2 separate regions of the Mus musculus genome follow, and region 1 is linked to region 2. A link is a contact called in public Hi-C data. All regions are on one chromosome and are shown on one strand. The core of a region is the stretch at or near the end of the contact, and the rest is flanking DNA. Distances in the headings are between cores, read along the strand shown. Region 1 has its middle 47 kb from the start of Gm36656. Region 2 has its middle 28 kb from the start of Gm36234.

The links. Hi-C and Micro-C count contacts between places; a contact is called where the count stands out from the background.
Region 1: a Hi-C map of cerebral cortex shows a contact between it and region 2, with 3 times the contacts expected there. The contact joins two enhancer-like sites. A contact is called at or near these places in 1 of 484 Hi-C or Micro-C datasets (cerebral cortex) and 1 of 115 datasets of contacts at active chromatin or transcription factors (differentiating embryonic stem cells).

Annotation. Positions count from the first base shown.
Region 1 is chr7:36,863,000-36,870,552 of GRCm38.p6, forward strand. No RefSeq gene overlaps it. Among named protein-coding and RNA genes, the nearest start is that of Gm36656, 47 kb to the right of the region's middle. Within about 2 kb of position 3,907, at least 8 of the 459 cell types and tissues checked have an H3K27ac peak or open chromatin away from gene starts, as enhancers often do. A contact at or near this core is called in cerebral cortex, where this site is marked.
Region 2 is chr7:35,891,191-35,898,055 of GRCm38.p6, forward strand. No RefSeq gene overlaps it. Among named protein-coding and RNA genes, the nearest start is that of Gm36234, 28 kb to the right of the region's middle. Within about 2 kb of position 2,306, at least 6 of the 459 cell types and tissues checked have an H3K27ac peak or open chromatin away from gene starts, as enhancers often do. A contact at or near this core is called in cerebral cortex, where this site is marked.

The DNA.
Region 1 (7,553 bases), core at 2,657-5,156, 970 kb after region 2:
TTCATCCACCCATTTATTTGTCCATGCACTCATCCACCCATAAAGCTATTGGTGCATCCATCCATATGTTCATAAGTCCATGTATTCATGTATGAATATATCCATGCATCATCTATCCATTCATCCACCCATCCACCCATCCATCCACCCACCCATCCATCCATCCATCCACCCACCCATCCATCCATCCATCCATCCATCCATCCATCCATCCATCCACCCACCCACCCACCCATCTATCCATCCATCCATCCATCCATCCATCCATCCATCCATCCATCCATCCATCAACTCATCTACTCACCTATCTATCCATTTCACCAATTTAGTAATCCTTAAGTGGCCAGTACTCTGCCAGACAGTGCCAAACCTTGATACATCAACCATCAGAGGTCAACTCATCTAAAGGCATTCACAGGGTGATAGGGAAGACAAACAAACTTGGAACACATATCACAGGGAACAGGTGCTTTGCCACACTATGTGTTTTGGCAGCCAGTTATGCATTCGATCCACATGTGGCTCTCCCAAATCTCAAACAGCCTCCACTGCTCCATCTTGTAGAGCTAGTGTAAAGGCCTTTAGAATGCGGAATAACCATATAGGGGGCTCAAGAGATGATAGCCATATTCACACTATCATCACCATCATCAGCAGCAGCAGCAGCAGCAGCCACAGCAGCATCACCAAGCTAGGTTTACTCTTTTCCCTTTCACATGGATTCTCCTGTTAGGAAGCTGGTATTATAAGGAAACTGAGGCACGAATAGGGTTTAATTCTAGCCCTTTTAGGTTCCGAGATCTACACTACCATCTACCATCTACACTGGACTCAGTGTGCACTACATAGCCCAGGCCATTTCTACATTCACCACCCTCCCACATAGCCTCCCGAATGCTAAAACTATGGAAGAATGCCACCACGCACAACTTACATAGGCAGAAACTTCAGTAGGTTAAAGAAAAAAAATAAATGCAAGTGTTAGCCCCCAAAGTTATATTTGTTCCCCAACACCCAGAACCTGTGAATACTGCCTTACATGGCAGTCAGAACAAGTTTTACACTGCAGGGGAAATCCAATTCAAGGATTTTTGAGAGCAGTTTATCTTGGATTATCTGCGTGAGCCCCAAATGTTATCAGACACATCCTTGTAAGGGAGAGACTAAGGGCAAGTAACCCCCCAAAATGTAGCGTTGATGGCCCCGTGGAAATGGAGCAGGCAGCGGCGTGGCAGAGCATGCCAGTTCATTTTGTATTGCTGTAATACAACACGTGAGGTTGGATAACACCAGGCTCTGGAGATCCAAGGTCAAATGTGTAGTGATGAAATCTTTGCTGATAGATTCCAAAAGTAGAAGAGAGCATCACACTGCAAAAGATAGGGAGTGCACAAACATACCCAGGATCTTTAGATTATCTGCCGGTAAAGTTTCCAGTACTTAATTACAGAGCACCACCCAAATGTCTTTCTCACTCCTAATTCTTACACAAAGGAACCTCCTCGGAACACCCCTGAGTCAGCCTGAGTCTCCAGCCACTTAGCCCTTCACAGTGGGGAGGCTTGGCTCGGCTGCAGATCATGTGCTCTCTGCACTGGACCACATTTTGACATCACAGAGTATACTGATCTTGTTGGTCCTTGAATCCCAGTGAGCTGATGTCCCTGGCTCCTGGACACACTCAAGAATGGTCTCTTCCTTTTGCTAGTTGTCAAGGCCCTCCCACCTCTGGAGAGGGCCTGCCCGTATCCCAGGCATCTATACTGAATCCACACTTTGTGCCTCACCATGTTGAAATATGAAGATACTTGCACAGTTAGGGGGCGGGGTAAGTGAGGGTGACTCTCAGCCTTCTTGGTTTATATAAAAGTCTGTTCCACACTGGGGAACTGGCCCAGAATGACGAGTCCAGCCCTCCCCAGTGTGAAATGCTTTGTACATTTGGTACTGTGACTCTTCCAGAACTGTAAAGTAGAAGACACTAGAAGTACACAGGGCCTTGAGGAAAGATGTGCCTCGTGGAGAAGAGACAGCTTTAGTTTCCAACTGGGACTGAAGGTTTTCCTAGTCTCCAGGGCCAGGTCCTTTAGATGGGGATCCTGATGCCTTGACCTCAAGGCACCTTGGAAAAGAAATGGCCTGAAAGTGTCTCTGGAAGTCTAGCCCAACAGCACCAGTAATTGAGTCAGTTGGTGCCTGTCAGGCACCAAAACTGCAGATTTGATCTGGCCAGTGCTGCCAGTCCTGGTCAGGGTGACTGGAAGCTGGCTCTGGGATGCTTTGGGGGATGTCTGCACCAATGAAGCAAACAACCTCTGAGCATGGTGAGCTGTGCCAGCCACCAGACCAACATAGCTCCAGACTGGAGGGAGAGCATCGTGCAGGTTCCAGGAACTGTATATACCATACCTTGCTGGGGGTCTCTTCGATTGCTCCTTTTTGCTTCTATATTTGCATCTCAAAAGAAGGTGCTGAAAGCTGCCCACAGGGATGAAGGGTCCTATGTCTTTCAATTGATCCTGGAGAGGGGCAAGCTTGAGTGCATATCTCAACTGTCACATCTCTATGTGAGTGTAGCTTCTCGCCTCCCCAAGACTCAGTTTCCCAAGCTGCAAGATGTGCATCCTAAACTCTTCCCAGCAGCCCATGGTGGGTGGTGGGTGGCTTATGCTTGGTCTTTGCAGTCTCTAAGCTGGAGGTGTCACCTGACTTGGCAGCTGCTGTGGCCAAGGTCCCCTACTGCTCATTCCCTTGTTGGCTCAGCCCAAGATCCATTAGCACTTGTCTTGGCTCAGACACTGGGGGCCAGTGCTAGAAACCGGAATGATGTGGCTTTTACCCCATGAAGAGGGTATGTTCTTTGATGAGAACGTAGGTTCTAAGACAGATCAGAGCAGGAGAGAGATGGTTGTGCAGTTAAGAGTTTTTCTCTTCCATACCTGAGTTTTGAGTGCTGCTCCCAGCACACACATCTGGTGGCTCAAACTGCTAATAACTCCAGCTACAAGGGATCTGATGCTCTCTTCTGACCTCCTTGGGCATGATATACATATATGGCTCTTGTGCATGTGCAATTGCACACACACACACACATACACACAGACACACATCACACATACACACAGTCACACACATCACACATATAACTTGCTTACACATGCAGACACACACACAATGAAAATGAATCTAAATAAACAACAACAAGTAACTAGAGTTCATTTAGAACCCCGCTGTGGCTTTGGAATGACCTATAAAGAGAGTAAAACACAGACATTTTGAATGGCCTATAAAGAGAGTAAAACACAGACATTTCCATAACTAGATAGGATTCCTATAATGTGAGCCTAGTACTGATCCAAGAGGGACATATTATTCGTAAGGGCTCCTGTGGCACAGGTTTCTTGGGGTGCCACAGTCACATATGGGAGTCCCAGGAGTGGCCAGAGAACCTTTGTCCAGACATGACTGGAGTATACATCTGAGAGACTTCCTGGGGTGGGATTCACCTTCCTCAGGGCAGTGTAGGCTGACAGAGCACTGGAGGCAGGGTGCTATCTGAAGCATAGAGAGGTTGATCGCAAGGTCTCCAGAGCTGTGTGAGGAGGTCTGTCCTTGATCAGAAATGCACCCCCAAAGCACCATCTCACAGCCCTCAGTAGCCCAGGTCTGTCTCACACTGTGAAAGCCACCTCTCATCACTGACACCGACAGTCCCGTCCCCAGCAACGGGGAGCAGAAGGGCTGAATGCCTCCCACATTTCCCAAACCAAAGTCATTTTTAGAAATGTTTAAATCAAGGCACAGCACGCCTACAGTGATCTGTCACGTGAAGTGCTCCACGGTCCATTTATCCATCCTCGTGGTGACGGACGTTGGGATGGCTCCCAGATTGGGGCAATTATATACGGTACTGCTGGTGGCAAGCACGCTTGTTTTTGCTGGGTTTATTTCTGAAGGGTGGAGGGTGTTCGGTGTAGACACTGTCAAATGCCTTTGCAAACTGATTGCTCCAATTCTTCCTGTCACCAGCAGGGCCCGAGAGAGCCCCTGTGGTCCAGGGCCTCCGAATGCAGGCTGCATTCTGTGCTTGTGATTCTGTATGGTGCTGTCTGGTCCGGGTCTCAATGGCACTTTGTTGGTTTTTAACTGGTTATAACCAGGATGGAACCGCTGCTCATTTGCTCGAAGATGGTAGCTTGCAATGCACTTTTGTGAAGTGTCTCATACATTTTGTGAAGTGTCTCTCTGACTTTTCTATTAAAAATATTTTATTTTATTTTCTATAATTATGTATATGTGTGTGTATGTATATATGTATGTATGTATGTATGTATGTATGTGTGTGTATATAAGTGCAGTTTTGTACAATGCATTTGAATGCAGGCACCTGAAGAGACCGGAGGAGGGCATTGGATTCTAGGAGCTTGAGTTAAAGGCTGGTGTGAGCTCTTTGATGTGGGTACTGGGAATGAACTTGGGTCATCTGTAGAGCAGTACACACTCTTAACTCTTGTGCCATCCCTCCAGCCCCTACAGCCTTTCAGGGTTGTTTCTCACTGGCTCATGGGAGTTCTCAGACTCTCTGTTCCAAAGTCACCTTTTAAGAGTGATAAATTTGGCCACTCATGTTGACAGATGTGGATGCCCCTCTTCCCCTAGCCCACCTCCTTGGTCCTTATTCCTGCAGAGATTTAGATAATTCCTAAGGTGCAAAACATCACGGCACAAAGCATGGTAGCATCCAGGCAGACATGGTGCTGGAAGAGCTGAGAGTTCTACACCTTGATTGGAAGGCAGCCAGGAGGAGACTGTCTTCCGCGGGCAACCAGAGGGAGGGGCTAGATCACACTGGCCCGACTTGAGCATATCTATGAGACCTCAAAGCCCCACCTCCACAGTGACACACTTCCTCTAACAGAGCCGCACCTCCTCCAGTAAGGTCACACCTCCTAATAGTGCCACTTCCCATGGGCCAAGCATATTCAAACCACCACAGGGACTTACTGTGCATGAGGTTTTGTTGCCTTGACCCATAGTTGGATGGGTCAGGCCAGGCTTGTCCCTCTCTAGATTAAAAACATAAGCCCATATGTATGCTGATGCACTGTACTGTCAGAGATGGATTCTGGCTTCTCCCTGTTAGGTCTGCGCTTACCCTGTCCTCTTGTATCCCACATTCTTTCCCAGTCCTTTCTTTTTCTTTTTTGTTTTTTAAATTTATTTTTGATTGCTTTCTTCTCCCTCCCAAGTGGGACTGAGGCATCCTTACTTGGACACTTCAGCTTATTGACCTTCTTGAGTTCTGTGGACTGTATCTTGGGTGTTCTGTAATTTTTTTCCCTACTATCCCTTTATTAGTGGGCAAACTGGTACAACCACTCTGCAAATCAATCTGGAGATTCCTCAGAAAATTAGAAATAGATCTGCCTGAAGACCCAGTTATACCACTCCTGGGAATATACCCAAAGCATGCCCCACCATGCCACAGGGGCACATGTTCAACTATGTTCATAGAAGCCTTTGTGTGTGTGTGTGTGTGTGTGTGTGTGTGTGTGTGTGTGTGTGTGTGATAGCCCAAAGCTGGAAACAACCTAGATAACCTACCACAGATTAAAAATGTGGTTCATTTATACAATGGAATACTGCTCAGCTATTAAGAACAAGGACATCCTGAGTTTTCCAGGCAAATGGATGGAACTAGAACATATTATCCTGAGCGAGGTAACTCTGACCTAGTCCTTTCTTAGTCCTTCCTTTGATTGTTTCCTTGGGCTCCTTCAGGTTCTTTCCCTTGTATTGGTTTCCAATGGCTGTGATCGAATACCAGACAAAGGCAAAACAATTGTTTAGGATCCACTGCTTTTATGCCTGTTGTGAGGGCTAAAACTTCTTGGTCATGGGGTTTGGCAGAGGAAGGAAAACTGCTCACCTCAGAGAAACCAGGAGGCAGAGACAGGAAGAGGCAGGACAAGATGCACTCATCAAAAGCAGTCACTCAGTGACCTTTGACCTCTGCACAGGTACCATCTTCTAACAGCAGAGTCACTCATGCGCTTGGCGGTGGGTGAATGAATGCATTGGTGGAGTTAGTAACTTCACAATCCAGTCACCTATCAGAAACACTCCCAGGTGAGACCAGAGCTTCCGACACTCAAGAGTTTTGGTGAGGGCACTCTCTTCACTCCCATTACCTTGCCCTAGCAAGGCATCATCATGCATCCAGACTTAGGCCTCTGCTCCTGCGACCTCCGCCAGCTGTATTAACTGACTGCTCTCTGTGTACCTGTATGATTCTAAATCACTGCCTACATTTTCTCAACAAACTTTCTCTCCAAAACCGTCTGTGAGGAAACAGCGTTATCTTTTTATATATGAAGACACTGAGGCACAGAGAGTAGAGCTAACTTGCCTGTGATTACTAAGTTGGCATTATGTGTAGCCAAGATCCGACCATGAAGGTAGCTCCAACCCCATTCCTATACCTTGCTCCATCCTAGGGGTACCATGGTTTTCAAGTAACTGAGAGTTTTTAATAAGTACACTGGATACACACACCTTTTCCATATGATCCTAAATCTGTTTTTCTGGGACTTTGACCACAGAGGATCCAGTAGTTCCATTGATGCACACAATGTTCCCCGTGAGATGACATACCAACGTGTCCCCAACCAGATGAGAACTGAACTGATGAGTCTTCACTTTGCAGGGCTGTGCAAAGCTCATCTGGTATCTGATCTCATAAAGGTGGGGGGGCGGGGAACGACACTTTTGACAAGTGAGGAATAGAGCTAGAAATAATTAAGACCTGGGGGAAGAACAGATAAGACTTTTATGGAAAGTCTACTAAATAAGTGACCCATATTAATTTCAGTCTCAATGTAGGTAGACTCTGCCTACCAAATCCATACCTTCCTTGTAAGGCAGTGTGTAGTTGGGGTAAACACCTGCCACAGAGGACTCACTGAGCCACACCCCTAACCCCTCACTGGGGGATTCTAGTCAGGGGGCTCTACCACTGAGCCACGCCCCCAGCCCCTCACTAGGGGATTCTAGGAGAATGTCCTACCACTAAACCACACCCCCATCTACTTACTTTGAGATTTAGGCAAGGGCTCTACTTCTGAGCTAAATCTCAAGTGTCTATGAGTTTTAGAAAATAAAAATGCTAGAGAGACAGACCGGCCCTCAGTCAGCCCTAAACAGGGCTTCTGAGCTGGGTATTAGCATGCCTGGCCCTCTTCTTTGCCTCCCTAGCTCTTCATAGACCATTTTTACAGGCACTCTTTTTTCTTACCAAGTGCATATTTTCTAATTTTGATGTGTTATACCTAAATTTCCTTTCTAAAGAGTCTTTACTCAGAGAAACACGTTGATTTCTCCATTGAAGGGCTTCACTGTAATTAAACTGATTGCCAAAAAAAGACATCATTCTTCTTTTAATAAGGCAATTTGCATATTCAATAACTTTAGCCTCACTTGCTGAAAGACAGTTTGGAAGTTTGTTTGTATATTCACTCACTCGAATGTTTTCAGAGGGGGCTTACCTTATTTCC
Region 2 (6,865 bases), core at 1,056-3,555:
GGAGGTTATGATGGTCTGGAACTTGCTAAGGAAGCCCATGTTGACTTTGATGTTGCTATGTAGCCCAGCCTTGCCTTGACAACTTTATGTAGCCCACGCCAGCTATGGACTCGCTATGCAGTCCAGACTGGTCATGATCCTCCCTCCTCAGCCTCCTACATTCTGGGATTTCAGAAGTGAGCCATCATGCCTGGCTTGCCTTGGAGTTTTGAAGGCCTTTAAGACCAGGACAACTTAAAGCTGATGTGGTGGTCCAGAGATGAGATGCTGCACAGTGTGTCAGCAATGAGAAGGCAGATGACCCGTCTAGCCTGGACCATACTCCAGGGGTGAGCATCTTTTCTACTGGACTCTTTCCTGGTGGTGTTTACTACATTCAACTTGGCGATTATACAGGGAGCAGGGATGGAGGGCAGCTCTGAGGGTTCAGTCTAGACACCTTGAGACAAGCAGATCTCTCTTTCACATCCTCTCTGGGGCAGGACTTGGGTCTAGGAGGTTTGCTTTGTGTAAACCTTTCTCACCCTCATGCAACAGTCAGTTTTTCCTCAATAATTCAAATAATTCCCATAAAAAAGATAAGAATGAGGGCTAGAGAGGTGGCTGGGGGTCAGAAGTCTGTGCCAATGGGCTTCCAGAAGGCTGGAATCTGAGTCCCAGCATCCATGTCAGGAAGCTCACAACTGCCTCTAACCCCTGCTCTAGGGAATCTAACACTTTTGGCCTCCACGGGTACCTGTACTCATATGCACCCCTCCCCTGCACACATGCACGCACAGAGTTAAAAAGAATAATAAATAAAACCTTAAAAATATAATGACATTTTAGTATTTGGAAGGAGTTTAGTGTATGTGTATGTGTGTTTGCTCATGGGTCTGTTGTACACCTTATAATAACAAGCACACACATGTACACACACAGAGACACAGAGACAGACAGACAGACAGACAGACAGACAGACACACACACACACATACACACATGCAATGCCTGATTTGGAAATCTGTGACCAAAATCTAAGGCCTCGTAGATGAGCCTTTGGCTTCTCATTTGTTGAGTGTCTCACTTCGGTACCAAGGAAATGGCTCTGCTTCCCTACTCCTGCAGCGGTGTCACGGAACCTCCTCACTAATTCAATACTAAGGACCGCATAATTAGCCACTTTAATAAATTTTTCCAAGATGGATAGCAACATTTGGCTCTCTTCAGAAAGCCGGACGCCCCCCCCCCCCCCCTTAACGGTATTCCGTGGGAAGCTATGGGAAGAACAACGCACAGAAATATCTGGAAATATATTAAGATATATGTGCATATATCGGACATTAGCCATGTACCCTGAGCATACTGGGAATATGCTTCGAAATATTTCAAACATTGTTGACCTTTGTTATATAATCCTGGGCTCGGGAAACCCATTTGCATAGACTTAGCAATATATTGTAAATAACTACATAGGACAGTATGTATTTTTCCTTAAGATGCAGTGTTATAAGCAAGACATTAAATTATGCCTATCACACAAAGCAACAGGATCTCTCCATTTTTTTATAGCTCGTTCTATGGGGAAGACACCCTTCTGAAAAGCACACGCGTTAACTGCCTGACTCACGTGGTGACACGTGGCAAGCCCAAATGCGTTATGGATCTCCCAGGAATAAAAACAACACTGTGAAACCATCACCTAGGGATGTTCATTGACTGAATATTTTACAGACACACTCCCTTTATATTTATATAATAATTTAGTGTTATGACAATTTTTTTAGCAGACTTGGCAGTTTTTCTTTTTTATAATGGTATTATATTTGTGAGCCTATTAAGAGCATATGGGATAAACTACAGAAACCAAGTATTTTTCATAATTCCTCTGGGTACTTGTAGCAAAGTAAATAAATAAATAAATAACCCACCCGGCCCAGCAACAAAACACATCCTACTAACACATATTGGTTTAGAAAATGTTAATAAAAGGTCATCCAGAATTTTCCAGTGCTTAACATCCCAGCAGTGCCAATTTGGAGACCTAGTTTGAACTGTGGAGTGAGGAGATGTGGGGATTTGTAAGGGTACCTTGCAGGCAAATAGTTATCCCTTGAAAAAGGGAGAGGCTGACCCTGTGGTGGGGGCTGGTGGGTTTTAAACAAAAGGATCAAGCCAGGGGGGTGGTTCTTTGTTCTCATCCTGTTCCCCAGCAGGTGACCTGGTTGGTGGGTTCCAGCTGTGGGTCTCCAAGACCCAGCAGTGCTGAGCCTGTGGGTACCAGCACAGTACAGGGCTGGCCATCTTCCCAGGATCCGGGGGAGCAAACGCTATGACTCCTCTTTTCTCTCCAAACCAGAACCAGAGGGAACCACAGTTGCCTGCAGTGGGTGGGGTGGGGCCCTGCAAAAGCCCAGCTGGGTTTCTCCTCTCCTCCTGTTCACATCTACTCTGGGTCTTTCTTATCACCAGGGGGAGGGGGGTCATGTGGAGGAGGGAGAAACTCAGCATTTCTCCATCTTTCTTTTTCTCTTTTTCCTTTCAAAGAACTTATAAAAATGCAAAAAAAAAAAAAAAAAAAAAAGAACAAGGGCTATTTGGGGATTTTTAAATTTTTTTTTTTTAATTGAGCAGCTGCCTGCATCTTAGCATGTTTGAGGCAAACCCATCCCATGTGATTCTGACTGGACTCAAATTAAACTCCCTCAAAATAGAAGTGTTCTCTGAGGACTGGACAGAGAGCCACAGTTTTGGAGTGGATCCAATCTGCTTCTCAATGGATAGGAGCGCAGATACCTTACAGTGCCTGAGGCAGGAGGGCATACTCATGGCTGAGGGGTGGTGGCCCTGCAGACAATGGGGACAGAAGTTGAGGTTACCCAGAAAATCACAGGCACATTGCCAGTATTACATCCCATTATTATTAATGGAAGCGAAGGATCTCTAAAGCCCAGGCTTGGTCTTTCTACTCAGGAGGAAGCTGAGGGCCTACTGGGGTTCAATGGACTTTCTGTCAGTGGTGGTCATATGTGTGCCTAGGGCATCTTCCTCCATTCCACATTCTCAGGTAAAGGACAGGCACACCCGGGGCCTCTGAACTCTACCCTCATGGAGTCACAGACGAATCCAGTATCATCCCGATACATCTTGAAGAAAGTAGGGAGTGTAGCGGGGACGGTGGGCTCTGTGCTGTGTGAGGGGACCCTGTCTTCATTTATAGTTTTGAAAAGTACGTTTATTTTGCCCTTGCAAAGATGGCGAACTAAGAACAGAGTTCTAGGGTAGTCTCTCGACTTTTAGGGCAGTTAATGTATTTAATCACTGCTCAGCTGCTTCCGGTCCCTTCACCCCTGCCTCAGGCCAAAGCAGAACTTCCCCACTGGTTCATTCCTGTGTGTGTTTGGGGCCGGGGAGGGGGGGGGGGGCTTGGTGCCAATCCCAGAATCTGAGCTCTCTATAGCATTCCCTCTTCCAGAGTGGGGCAAGTCCAACCCTTGGCTTTTCAGCCAGCTCCCCCCAAGCCCCTCTAGGCTGTGGGCTGTTGAATGAACTCATCTCTAGAGCCATCCTTGAACTTTAAGTGATAAGTGATGTTTGGTAGAGAATTCATTCCACACGTTGGAATGTTAAAGGATGCGTTGTTTGTTTGCCCCAGTGAACACAGGTGTAGGTGCCCACAGCTCAGGGGTCCTCTGAAGCCATACTTTCTGTCCACAGGGTGTCTGTCGTTGCTACTTAGATTTCCTCTCTCTAGATTCGGCATGAGCTTGCTGGGTAGAGGCTATCTCTTCTTCCTTTACTGGCAATCTTGGCCCTGAGCAGGACAGGAGTGCTTTTCTAGAAAACACCTGTCCATCTCCCCAGGCCCCTTAATTGACTAGCTTACGGGACAGCATTGCTAGATTAAAATGTGTCTCCATCTTTGGGGAATCTGAAGGTAATGAAGATGATGGACAGGTGACCCTCAACAGGGGAGGGTTGGTCCTCTCCTCCATTATGACCATGGAAGACAAGAGGCAGCTCTATCTGACCATGTGGGTCTCTGTCTTCAATACAAACAGGGCGTGTGTGGGAGCTGGTCCCTCCTCTGTGCTTCTTCCTTTACATATGGTGTGGGGCTGTGCTAGAGATGGAGTGGATGGTCTGGACCGTTTCTAGAATATATAGCTAGCGGGAGAGGAGAGGCTCAGTGGGACCCAGTGCTCTTTCAACTATTGTCCTACGCTAATCTTGTGGGCAGAGCATGGCTGGGAATCAGCTTTGCAGTCTAACAATGTAGGGCCCCCAGGGCCCCTCCCTGACCTCCGATCAGCTGTCCACAGGGACAGCCTTCACAGTACTGTCATTCACAGGTGCGTGAGGTCACGAAGGTTGTGCCATGTCCCAAAGCCAGCATTTCCCAGTCCTTCTCCTGGTCTTAAGTTCTGTTCTCAGCCTCAGTGTTACCTGAGGTGTGTGTGTGTGTGTGTGTGTGTGTGTCTGTGTCTGTCTGTGTCTGTGTCTGTGTGTGTCTGTGTGATAAATGTTCTGTTTAGGACTGAACACTCAACCATCACTTATGAGTGCCTTGAACTGTCATGAGTCTCTGTACCCACTGCTGTTCAGTGTTTGGTCAGATGCTGTGGGGCAGCAAAATGTGTCCCAGGGACAGTAGGTCCTGGGAGCTTGTAACTGATCACCCCCTTCTACTTTTATGTCTTTAAAAAAATATAGATTTTGCTTATAAGACATGCAACATATTTTTGAGTCTGGCTTAGTTTTGCTTGGTATGACCATCTCTAGCTTCCTTCATTTTCCTGTAAATGACACGACTTCATTTTTCAGGGCTGAATAATATACCATGTTTAAAAAATTAGTCATCTGATCTCATATTGGCTGATGTGGATGGTGTCACAGTGGGCAAGAATGTACACTAGCTTTCATTCCTTCAGGTGTCTAGCCAGGAGTGCCACAGCTGGATTAAACTTCATTCTTTACTATATCAGTATTTGTTTTTTATTTTTAACTTTCATTCTAATTTCCATAGTGGATGTGTTGATTTAAATTTCTGCCAGCAGTGAACAATGTCTCCTCTTTCCCCATATTCTCACTGGAATTTTTGCTGCTAGACTTTCTCTCTTTCTCTCTCTTTCTCCCTTCCTTCCTTCCTTCCTTCCTTCCTTCCTTCCTTCCTTCCTTCCTTCCTTCCTTTTTAATGTTGTTAGTTTCTTTTTTCTTTTTAAAAAACTTTTTATTGATTCTTTGAGAGTTTCACCGCATGCATTCCAGTCCCACCCATTTCCGGTCCCTTTGTATCTGTTCTTTGCCCTTGCAATCTCCCTTACATAAGAAATAAAAATAAATCAACAACAACAACAGACCATAGAAAACATCTCATCATGGAAGCTGTAGTGTGTCACAGTGTGTCCCACAGCGCACCCCTCTGTCCACACATCTTTACTTGCAAATGTTCATTGCAATGAGTCGTTGGTCTGGTTAGAGGACTCTGGCCTCTGCTACACTGTCCATACTGGATTCTCACTGGCACTCCTCTTGCTTGTCCTGTGTCATGGAGGTCCTGCAGCTTTGGATCTGAAGGACCGGCCCTTTCACATGCTAGCAGATCATAGATGAGATAAACTTTAGAGTGGCCCAACTCAAAGTCGTGGATCTGGGCCTGGGTGGTAGCCGAGTGGGTCAGCCTGCCAGTTCAGTCTATACCCACACAACCAGGACAAGCTCTCTAGCACTGCCCTGGATAACTAGCCCCTCTAATGCCACAGCCAGCAAGGGGCTGTGCCCGCTCTCCTGCAGACACATCCTTGGGGCTGGCTCACCCATGCCTTTGCCATTAGGGCCAGCTCCACTGTGCTGCCCAGGGAGGAGCAGGGCCGGATCTCTTGCTCTCATGACCTTGGGTCAGCTCTCTCGACTCATGCAGGTGGTGAGGGGTGATGGGAGAGGCCATTCTTATGTATGTATGTATGTATGTATGTATGTATGTATGTATGTATGTATTTATTTATTATGATAGCCATTCTGACTAAGGTGAGAGATACTGACATTGTGGCTTTGATTTGCATTTCCCTGATGGTAAAGGATGCTGAACACTGTTCACAAATTCTTTTTTTAAAAAAATATTTATTTATTTATTTATTTAATGCATATGAGTATACTTTTGCTCTCTTCAGACACACCAGAAGAAGGCATCAGATCCTATTACAGATGGTTGTGAGCCATCAATGTGGTTGCCGGGAATTGAACTCAGGACCTCTAGAAGAGCAGTCAGTGCTCTTATCCATTGAGCCATCTCTCCAGCCCTGTTCATGAATTCTTAATGCCTCTTTTGAGAACTGTGTTCTGTTCATTTGCCCGTGATTGGTTTGAGATTATGTTTTCTTAAATTTATTTTATATGTATTAGTGTGTGCCCAGGGGAATTTATGTGCACCCCATGTGTGCAGTGTTCATGAAGGCCAGAGAGGGCGTTAGTTCTGAAATTAGAGTTACAGGCAGTTATGAGCCACTGTGTTGGGTGCTGGGAACAAAGTCAAGTCCTCTGGAAGAGCAGCCAGTACTCTTAAAGTCTAAGCCATCTCTCCAGCTCCTCATTCATTAAGTTGATCATTTGAAATTTTGGTGTTTTATTCTTGAGTTCTTTACATATTCTACATATCAATCCCGCATGGGATCTGTGAAGAGAGCCACCCCCACCCTGTCCCCTGCAGGTTTTCCCTTCACCCTGGTCATTATTTCCTTTGCTGAGAAGAAGGCTTTTGGCTTGGTGGGGATGCCATTCATTTACCATAAACCTTGGGATGGATAGGTTTTCTGTTAATGAATGGAAAGACCACACTGGGGCCCCCAACCCTGCACCCAGTTGTCCTAGAGTCTTTGTGCCTTTTCTG